3 separate regions of the Mus musculus genome follow, and all the other regions are linked to region 2. A link is a contact called in public Hi-C and HiChIP or PLAC-seq data. All regions are on one chromosome and are shown on one strand. The core of a region is the stretch at or near the end of the contact, and the rest is flanking DNA. Distances in the headings are between cores, read along the strand shown. Region 1 holds the start of Ror2 (receptor tyrosine kinase-like orphan receptor 2). Region 2 overlaps Ror2 (receptor tyrosine kinase-like orphan receptor 2). Region 3 overlaps Ror2 (receptor tyrosine kinase-like orphan receptor 2).

The links. A called contact is a pair of places that touch in the nucleus more often than the background predicts. HiChIP or PLAC-seq counts read pairs in DNA pulled down with a chosen protein or histone mark.
Region 1: a contact with region 2 is called in an H3K4me3 HiChIP or PLAC-seq map of craniofacial prominence, with 4 times the contacts expected there. The contact joins the promoter of Ror2 here to the enhancer-like site in region 2. A contact is called at or near these places in 8 of 39 promoter capture datasets (Sertoli cells, cranial neural crest, embryonic stem cells and 3 more), 1 of 15 datasets of contacts at CTCF or cohesin (embryonic stem cells), 10 of 484 Hi-C or Micro-C datasets (ECoMG myeloid progenitors, Sertoli cells, cranial neural crest and 4 more), 23 of 115 datasets of contacts at active chromatin or transcription factors (the NIH/3T3 cell line, craniofacial prominence, embryonic basal ganglia and 11 more) and 3 of 9 other capture datasets (adipose tissue, embryonic stem cells and pancreatic islet).
Region 3: a Hi-C map of uterus shows a contact between it and region 2, with 2.0 times the contacts expected there. The contact joins two enhancer-like sites. A contact is called at or near these places in 1 of 484 Hi-C or Micro-C datasets (uterus), 3 of 115 datasets of contacts at active chromatin or transcription factors (embryonic fibroblasts and embryonic stem cells) and 2 of 9 other capture datasets (adipose tissue and pancreatic islet).

The regions. Positions count from the first base shown.
Region 1 is chr13:53,284,196-53,287,498 of GRCm38.p6, reverse strand. Ror2 (receptor tyrosine kinase-like orphan receptor 2) reads left to right here and starts at 1,375. Exons shown (of 9, transcript NM_013846.4): 1 at 1,375-1,718. The coding sequence starts at 1,622. Gm33574 (a long non-coding RNA gene) reads right to left here and starts at 1,318. Exons shown (of 3, transcript XR_382385.4): 1 at 1,001-1,318.
Region 2 is chr13:53,176,998-53,180,431 of GRCm38.p6, reverse strand. All of the region lies in intron 1 of Ror2 (receptor tyrosine kinase-like orphan receptor 2), which reads left to right. Among named protein-coding and RNA genes, the nearest start is that of Gm52058, 9.0 kb to the right of the region's middle. Within about 2 kb of position 1,846, at least 41 of the 459 cell types and tissues checked have an H3K27ac peak or open chromatin away from gene starts, as enhancers often do. A contact at or near this core is called in Sertoli cells, craniofacial prominence, neural progenitor cells and 2 more, where this site is marked.
Region 3 is chr13:53,261,014-53,264,174 of GRCm38.p6, reverse strand. The region is part of intron 1 of Ror2 (receptor tyrosine kinase-like orphan receptor 2); the gene reads left to right. Among named protein-coding and RNA genes, the nearest start is that of Ror2, 24 kb to the left of the region's middle. Within about 2 kb of position 1,449, at least 28 of the 459 cell types and tissues checked have an H3K27ac peak or open chromatin away from gene starts, as enhancers often do. A contact at or near this core is called in uterus, where this site is marked.

The DNA of each region.
Region 1 (3,303 bases), core at 126-2,625, 110 kb before region 2:
GCAACCCAATTAAAACCAAATGTGGGGCTGGAGCTATGCCTTCGTGGGTGAGTGCTTGCCTAACATTCGAGAGGTTCTGGGCTCAGTCTCCAGCACCATCTGCACATGCCTGCAATCCAAGCGCTCAGGAGGCAAAGGCAGGGTACACTCGAGGTTATCTTTGGCTACATAACAACTTTGAAGTTAGTCTAGGATTCATGTACCTCTGTTTAAAAACAACATCAACAACAATGAAAACAACTGAACCAAATAAGACCAACCTTGGTCCTTGGCAACACCCTGTCAAAGAGGAGTGATGCTGCCGGGGCTGGAGAGACAGCTGGCTCAGCAGTTAAGAGCACCGACTGCTCTTGCAGAGGACCCTGGTTCAGTCCCCAGCACTCCCAACGAAGCTCACAATCATCTGCAACCTTAGCTTAAGGGGATGTAAAGCCCTCTTCTGACCTCCTCTGTCACTGCACACATCTAGGTCACAGCCATGCACGCAGGTACTCACACATGCATGTAAAATAAAAATGAGCACATCTCAAAGCAGCAACAACAAAGGCTGGGGATGTAGATCAAACTGTTTGCCTAATATGTAGAAGACCTTGAATTAAACTCCCAGCCTCCTCCTTTCAAATATTTGAAGTGATATTTCCCAGAAGAAGTTTAGGCTGTTGGTGAACAAAGGAAAGATACTACCGTGCAAAGGCACATAACATTCATTAGGAAAATACACGTTAACACATACATTGTCGACGCCCTGGTCTCCAGTGTGTTCTTGGGATACTCCAGGACCCCTCGCTCAAGCTCTGCCCCAGGACCCTTCACTTCCCTGATGTGTGCTGGCTGTTGTCATAGCCTTGGTTGGCTCCCATCCTACTACCCTCATTAATGGGGCGTGTGCTGACTTTTTGCTAGATTCCCGGAGGGTCCTGATCCTCCCAAGGGGCTTGGCAGGACGCCCATGGGGACGCAGCCGGCTATATTCTGGAAAATCTGTGTTCGAAGACCATACCTCATCTCTCACTTTGGGCCCAGGATTTCGAAGAACTGACAACTGAATTCCCCTCGTGGGGCTTCATCAAGGGACGCCTAGTTAATGATTTGTGTGGTCCAGGTCCCCAAGTTTCCAGGCTTCTGATGGTGGGTGGCAACACTGCTGCAAGAGCAGATGAACCGGAGGCTCCACCTTTGTGCCTAGAAGTCCCGGAGGCGCTGGCGGGAGGGCGGGTGCTGCAGGCGGCTCCCTGGACGCAGGGGCGGACCCGGCTCCTTCCCGCTCACTCGGGTCGCTGCCCTTGAGTCACTCCGGCAGAGGGCGCCGGCGCCGGCCTCTCTGCCCATCGGGGCGGGCGAGCTGGGGACCCTGCCTCCTGCGCGCCCGCCCGCGTTCCGCCCCCCCTGTGCTCTTCCCGGCGGCCGGCGGGACGCCCGTGCCCGAGCCCCAGAGTCTCTGCAGTGAATCGGTGCATCGGGGCAGGGAAAAAGGGACACCAGAGTGGCCCTCGAAGGGGACCAGCCTGCGAAGCGCGAGGAAGGAAGAAGCGGACGCGTGGCGGGGAGGGGTTGAGGCGCCCCGGCCCGAAGCCCAAAGGCCGAGCGCGCGGTAGGCGACCGGGCACCCACGGCCCGCAGCATGGCTCGGGGCTGGGTGCGGCCGAGCCGTGTGCCTCTGTGCGCCCGGGCCGTCTGGACGGCTGCGGCGCTCCTGCTCTGGACACCCTGGACGGCAGGTAAGGACCCTGCGTGCGCCCTCCGAGCATTGCCCGCTCTTCCACCACTCTCTCGGCCGCCGCGCGGGCGCCGGTGCTCTCGATCGAGGGGCGCCAGGCAAGGCCATGCTTCGCGCGCTCGGCGCCAGCTTGGGCCCGTGCCCTCAGTCGCCTGGGGCTGGTTCCAATGAGCTGCGCTCTAGGGACCACTAAGTGTTTCCAGAGGCCGGGGTGGGCAGCGGCCGGGAGCTTTTCTTAAGTACATCACAGTCGAGATGTGCACCGGTAGACGTGCTCTGTGTGACCCAAGACCTGGACTCCATCGTTTCTTCCCAGGTCACCGCCGTTCCAGTCCACATGCATCCCTTGAACCTTGTCTGCCTCCGGGGCAGATGCGGTCCTGAGTTAGTCTTTTTTTTCCCCGGGGCAGTGGGGAACGCACGATCGAAGGTCTTGGCTTCCCTTTTGTTGAAATTGGTGGCCAAAGTGGTGTTTGGTGGGTCCTGCTTAGCTGGGGGCTTGGCCCCGGGATTTGATTTGCGAGGCTGAAGGGGAAGTGCCCTTCCCCCTGTCCTCGTAGTGTTTTCTCGAGCGTTTCTTCCACCTCTGGAGGATTCTGTGTGGGCTTGATCAGGGCTCAGGAGACCCTGTCAAGGAGCACAGACGTGTTTTTGGAGGATACCTGGGTAGAAATGACTGTGGTGGCCGGAGGAGGAAGAGGCGATGATCCTCCCAGTGCAAACCCTAGAGCACCTACTGGCCGTCAGGTCTGTGGCCCGAATCCCCGCGGCCTGTTGGCTCGGCTGAAGGTAGGCACGGCCTCCGGGCCCAGGAGGGTCAGGGACTCTTGAGGTTTGCCCTAAGTTTCTGAGCTGCGTGAGACGCGCCCTACTGGGACAGTGACTTCAGTGTTCCCCAGCCCCCCAGTGTTCCCGCAAGCAGGTGAGAGTTAAGGGGCAGAGTCAGGCAGCAGGACTTGGGGATCTTTCCAAGTCCTGCTGTGCGGGGGCGCTTTCTTGTGTCGGGTCCAAAGAAGGAAGGAAATGCTGAGCAACCTTCCAGGAGGGCGTTTGGGTTTAAACCGATGCTGATGGTATTTACCGTTTCTGATCTCTTGATTTGCATTGATACACCTATCCCCGAAAGCAGGAACCGCTGATTGCAGAATGAGAGTGCCCTGTATCTTAAATTAATGTCATTACCAAACTGCCCGCCCCGCAAGAATTCCCCCTTCTCCACCATCAAGAAATTCTTTTGAAACTAAGGGGCTATAAACTGGTCGCCTCCATAGGGATTTTGGCCTTTGCCACAGGCCCTTACAAATCTTGTGGTTTGGGGTGTCTTGAGGTGTAGCTGGGGTGGGGGCACAGGATCCGCTATGGTAAGGGGGCAGGAGCCTTGGTTGCTTAAAGTCAATTTTGTAACCAGAGTAGAAAGGCCTACTTGCATTTTGAATGTATCAGTTTGAGGACTGCCTTCACTTGGGTAGGAAGGATAATCGCGTCTGATGAAGAAAGCCACCAGCCCCCCCCCCCCCCATCTGTGGGGGTAATTTATCTTTGCTAGTGAAATGGAACTGTAATCTCTAGAAAGACTTTGTTTCTCT
Region 2 (3,434 bases), core at 597-3,096:
ACGCAATAAAAGTACTTCATCACTGGGCTTTGGGACCCCACTCCCAGCTTGGGATGGGGGTTATAGTTCAGGATCAGAGACAGTGGTGTTACCTCACTGAAGAACAGAGGGAGAAGACAACTGTGAAAGGCACAGGTAGCCCTGGGCTTTGCAGGGCTGCTCAGACCAGGTCTGGCCAAGGCTCTGTGTTTCTGTGTGCGATTTCACCATCTTGAGAAACTTAAGTGCAGCCAGGAGGCCACCAGGGCAAGCACTTAGGTGCTGTCTAGCAATTTGTTTTGTTGCTGGGACAAAACACCTGGCGGGTGCAATTCGAAGAAGGGCGGGATCATTTGGACTCTCCCTAGGGTCCACTGTGGCGAGGAAGGGATAGTAGTAGGTGTTGGTATTCCCTCTAGGCTCCGCCCCACAGTTACCTGGCAATAGCCAGGTATGCTTGGCTTACTATAAAAGTGGCTGTTCGCCCCTTCCTAGATCTCTTACTCTCTTAATCTATCTGCCCCTTCTCTCCCTTCTCCCTGTCCCCTTCCTCCCCTCCCCCTCCACATGTTCCTGCTGCCCTTCGCCCCGTCTCTCTCTCTCTCTCTGTCTCTCTCTCTTTGTCTCTCTCTCTCTGACTCTCCTTCCTTCCCAACTCTCTTTCTCATGCCCTAAATAAACTCTATTCTCTACTAATCAGTCTATGGCTGGTACCTCAGGGGGAAGGGATGTTTTAGCATGGGCCAGCAGAGGAACCCCTTTCCACTTCACCATACCGCACCTCCACCAAACACATTCGTGGCTCTTTCCCTCTTTCATAAAACACAACAGTAGAATCCGGAGGAGGCTGCTGGTCACGTGGTATCTTCACTCAGGAACAGGTGAGGGGTGGGGAGGTTCTCAGCTCACTTCTTTTTACTTAGTCTAAGACCACAGCCTACGGAATTGTGCTGCCCATAGTGGACAGGCCTCCCACTTTAGTAACCTATCTAGATATTCATCATTAGGCATATCCAGAGTCTTTATCCCAGGTTCTCCATCCCATCAAATTGAGGAAAGTAGCACCAGAGAGATCTTTCCGCTTGCATTTGTATTTCTAACCCTTTTGGCCAATAGCTGGACCCGCAATCCCACAAGCTGGCTCCTTACAGATGCACCATTAAGCTACTGTGCCGGCTGTCTCAAGGCAGCACTCATCCCTCCTACAGAGAGTCACAGGACTTCTCTTGCCCTTCGCATTCCAGAAGATTCTGTTAAGAATGATTCCATCGTTGTAAGCCCTGGCATCGGACCTTAAGGGTTTCAGCCAGCACCTTGGGTCCAGGAGGCGGCAGGGGCTTTGTGAAAAAGGCTCGGCTGTGTACAGGCAGGTTGTAGTGGTGGATAGAGGCTCGGATTGTAGCTCTGGGAGGTGTGCGTGGCATACGACAAGGTTGTGCAGTTGCAAGCAAAAGCTCCCTCCGAGTGGAAGGAAGAGCTTTAGCCAGGCGTATCAGATAATGGCAATCTGTCATCTTGCAAGTGGCTAATGTGCACTTCTGTGACACAGATTTGAGTAATTAGAGGATTTGATCTCCAGCCATGTGAAACCTATACGAACATCGCTCTCTGTTCTTGGAAAGGAGTCAAAGGCTGAGGCTGTTCGAGCGAGTCGCGAGTTTTGAACGCGGCCACAAGCGGGATTGATTTAACTTGGCAGAAACTACAAAAACAAACATGGGCTGAGAACAGCAAAAGCTCTTGTGATCCTGCCCTGGCCTTGGAGAAAAGGAAATGCTTTGTCAATTGCACCCCGGGGGCGGGAGGGAGGGCTAGGAGGCTCCCCACCCCCACCTGAGGATTTTAGTCTGGAACAGCTATAAACAAAACCTGGAGAGGCTCAAATAGCCCATGGCCCCTTCCCTTCCTCCTGCGCTGGGACATTGCTCTTTAGCTTCTACCCTCTAAGTAAATTTTAATCAAGATCTTCAAACCCAGCTTTGACTCTCTTTCTGTTACCATGGATACCAGATGAGAGCCTCATCTTTATGCAATGGCCTTGGAACTGCTCGGTCAAGGGCATCCCTGTTGGTGGGTGGTGGACAAGGTGTTTGCCTTCCGAGCTCATGAACATAGCAGGTTGGCTCTGGGGTTCGCTGCCTGAACTATTGTGGCCCACAAGAGGCCTGCCCTCCTGGAGTGGAATGTGCAGAACACTGGCTCTCCAAGGCTTGGCACAGGGAGCAGAGACCCTTCTCTAGCTCCATGTGATAATAACAGTCTCTTCTAAGACATATGAATCCATCCGAGGGGAAGCTTGTCCTGACTTGCTGGACCTAGCTGTGTTAGGTTGACATAGTGCTTGTTGTAGGCCATTCAGGCTGTGGTGGCTCCTCAGAACCTCTCTGGGGGCTTCACAGTGGAGATCTGTTACTGGAGTCTGAGCCTGAGGTAGGGATACCCAATAGGCTACTTTGTAGTCTTCATCTCCCACAAGTACCCACTATATAAAAAAAGAAACAGGTCGAGCATTTTACTAGTCCCGAGCATTTTACTAGTCCCATGACCCTGGAGTAGCATGTTATTTTTTTAAGGCATAGATGGCTGTATGGCCCACTGCCTGATCCAAGGGCCCTGCAGCAGGAGGGAGGGGACCCACAGAACCCCAGCCCAGTGTTTTACCCAATTCTTGGTAAGCTAGGTTAGTCTTGAACTCCCTACTGGTAGGAAGAGGACCCTGAACTTCTCTGATCTTCCTGCTTCCCCCCCCCCCCCCCCCCCCCATGCTAGGAAGGCAAGAGTGGTGAACATGCAGCTTGTGAAGCCGGGGATGGAAGGATTGAAGGTAGACTTCCACACATGCTCTTTATGACTGAGCCACCCAGACCCCCTCCTGTTTCTTTCCTCAAAAGTGTTCATTGTCTCCACAGTAACTTGAAAGCACCGATGTCAGTTGATACACGTGCCTTCCAAGGTCTCGCTGCGGTTTTTTTTAAGATTTAAAAGAACAGACTCACCATAGTCTAGTTTGCTCACGCAACGGTTGTTGAGTTTTCTTCCCATCTTAATTTTAAAGAAGCTAGGCTCAAGAACAATTATAATTGGCCGGGTGAAGGACACCCTCCTCCCCCAGGAGAAATGAACAACGGCTACCTACTCCAGAAAGGGTACAGAGATAGAAACAATGTAACAATTCTACCCCAGAGCGGCTTGGTGAACCAGCCAGTTTAACCGGGGTTACTTGCAGGAGCTTGCACAGCTGAGTGGCTAAACTACTGGAGAAAAAAAAATTCTTTCCCCCCAGTGATTGATAACAGCCTGTATATTTGGGAAGGGGTACGGCTTCATAAGCCCTCCCTCTGTAACTGTTAACTGCCTATAAATCCTTGAAGGGCAGGGCCCCATCCTGAAATTTAATGGGCCTTATCTTGTGCAGGTCTCCTTGGGGTACTCCCAGCGGCTGACAGAAAGCATCG
Region 3 (3,161 bases), core at 200-2,699, 84 kb before region 2:
CTGTATATGTGTGTGTGTATGTGTGAGTGTGTATGTGAATATTTAAGTAGAGAGTATATGTGTATGTGAGTGTGTATATGCATGTGAGTATGTATGTGTGTGTGAGAGTTTATGTGTTTGGGAGTGTTTGTGTGAGTGTATATGTGTGTCTGCACGTGTATGTGGTGGAGTGGTGATCTCAGTGTGCCATGGCACATGTATGTGGAACCTTTACCCGCTGAGTTTTCTTGCAGGCTTGTTCCAGGTTCTCACAGCCATACACAAGTTGTATTGTCCTTTTGATTCTGTTGTTAAAGGGGTGCCAGCCTATGTTGAAGATGACTCCCTACACTTTCTGTGAGTTATGAGTCCTTGGGCTGCCTCCATGATGCTGGCAGAAGGGTAGCTCCCCCCCTCCATGAATAAACAATGGTGAGAGTATGAGAGGGGTGGCTGTGTTGCTGCCTGGGTCCCACCGAAGCCTTGTTAGTGTTTCTAGCTGGCCTGGGTACCTCAGCTTTCTGTTGCTATGACAAACTATCTAAGATGATCCGTTTGTAAGGCAGAGCGAGTGGAGTCAGTCATGGTCCTTTGGCTCTGTTGCATTTGGGTGTCTAGTGAGGGCGAGCATCACCGAGGGAGGATATGGTGGAGAAAGCTGCTGCTGCTCGTGGTGGCTGGGAAGCAAAGACAGGGAGAGAAAGGGTGGGGTTCCAACATGTCCTTCGAGGGAATGTCCCCATCGACCCACATTTTCCCACTAGACCTGCCTCCGATAGATGTCACATCTAATACCACCAAGGTTGGTAGCCACACTTCAGACTTCAGTGAGTCTTTGAGGGTGTGCCACATCTGCTTGGTAACTCACTCTTTCCTCTTTCAAGGGAGTTTCTTTCCAGTGTGTAAGGTTGTGTGGCCCACGGGGCCATTCCTGGTGAAGATACCTGGTCCTCTCTGCCCATTGCATAGTGCGTGTGTCCCCGGCCTCAGGCTGTCCATGACGTGTGCTTTCCTTCACAAGTCAGCCTTGGGGGGGAGGGGAGAGGACGTGGTTTCTCTGCAAATCTTTTCTGTCCTTTCCAGTCTGTTGTAGTTTATTTTTCCTCCGTTGATTTGTAGGTGACCTAGGCCGGGCAGTTTAGATGGAAGACATGTTAGGAACAGGATAAAGGCGAAATGACAGCAGGGGAGACAGAGCAGAGATTCCCCTGGAAGCTGGGAGTTGGAAATCTGGGCCAGACACACAGTGGCTGAGCTGTGGTGTTGCTCACCAGCTGTTGAAGGGAGTGGGGAGGAGGCAGGAGGGTCATGGAGAAAGAAATGACCTTCCCTGAATGGAAGGTGATGGGAGACAGATAGCAACACACACGTCAACAAGGGGGATTAATTTTGGAGCCACCATGAAGGGGCAAAGCTGGAGAGCTAGGAAGAGAGGCCAGGTCTGTTGACTGGCGTTGCTGGCCCTGGTCGCAGGAGCAGAGCGTTTCCACAGCAGATGGGAATCCTCGAGCATTTTGGATGCCTGCACTTTGTAAGGATTTTGCAAAGGATCGTGTTTTTCTTCCTCGTTGGCTTCTTGGGAGACTGCAGTAGTTTGTTCTCACTCTAAAGACTGTGCATCCTCTAAGAGGTCCTGCCAAATCCTGTTTCTTTTAGTTACGAAATAGAAGCGCCTTTCAGAAATCCCAGTGTTAGGACCCGGATGAGGGCTCCGAACACAGCCACTGTCCGTGTTTGGAAGCCTGGCGTCTGTGTGACCATAGTGGGGAATGAAGTGGCCATCGTGGGAACAGATGGGGTTGGCTGGCCGATGCTTGGAAATTCTTGGGGCTTTTCATTTTTAATGGAAGGTGCGTGAAGTTCAGGGGGTGTTGGAGGTTGGAATGGAGGAGGAGGCTGAAGGGTAAGTGAGACCCAGGGTCTTTCTCAGGGTTATAGCCCAGTAAAACCTTGAAATGGGTGCCAAGATGGTTAGAGTCTCCTTTTATTGGATATCATATTTTTATTCATACATGTTCATTAATGTGTATTAAAATATATATCATAGGTTTCACTGTGATAACATATATGTATATTGTCTATCTGTAATCACCCCCATTGCCCTCCTGTTCTCTCTTCTCCCTTGGTCCCTACCCTTTTCTCAAATAGTCAGCCTTCTACATTGATTTTATACACACACACACACACACACACACACACACACACACACACACACATATTTGTATAATCTTGATTTTGCACATAAGAGAAAACATGAAACATTTGTCTTTTATTTTTAAAGCTAGGGACTCCTTGCCCTATGTAGTTCTGGCTGGCCTAGAACTCATTATGTAGTCCAGACTAACCCTGAACTCACTAAGATCCTCCTGCCTCTGCTTCCAAAGATGCTTGCTGGGCACCACTCTTGGCTCTTTGTAATTTATTGCAGGCTTTGTTTCTTTGTTTTTGTGGTGTTGGGGAGCACTAACGCTCTACCATTGAGCCACATCCCAAGCCCCTATCGCAGGGGTTCGTGCTCCTGGCAAGAACATGGAAAAATTCCTGGGGCCAAAATGATTAGTGGCTGAGGAAACAAATTTCCATGATTAGATCAGGCCAGCCTTGGCCCTGAGCCATAGCCACCCCTCCCTCTGTTCCTGTTGCTCCTCTGAGTGCAGCCAAGAGGTGACTTCATATTGACCCCAGGAGCCGCTGGCTTCCTGAAGGCTTTTAAAGATGTTCTCAGAGGCACTGTTCGTGGATGCTGTAGTAGAATTAAGAAAGCAGTGCTGAGAATTACCCAACACTCAATTCTGGATTCTATAGGGAGATTAGGCAGGCAGACAGGCAGCTCTGCGCATATTCATTCTCTCTCTCCATGGGGGTGGGGGATGGAGAGGCACTGAGCTCCTGAAGGCCAGGGAAGGAGACAGATTCCTTCTAGAAGGGGTGACTCCTGAACACCAGGTGTTTCTGGGAGCAGCATGTGGTAGTCGCAGTTCCCAGCTTTCATGACCTTGAGTGAGACAGTGACCGCTGCACCTTGGTTTCTACCTTCTCTGCCACATGGGCAATGTTTGAAAGTGAAGTGTCCCCCATAGGCACACATGCTTGAACACTTGGTCCCTAGCTGGTGGTAGTTACTGTTTAGGAAGGTTGTGGGAATTTTTGGAGGTAGAGCCTTGACAGAGGAAATGGTTCAC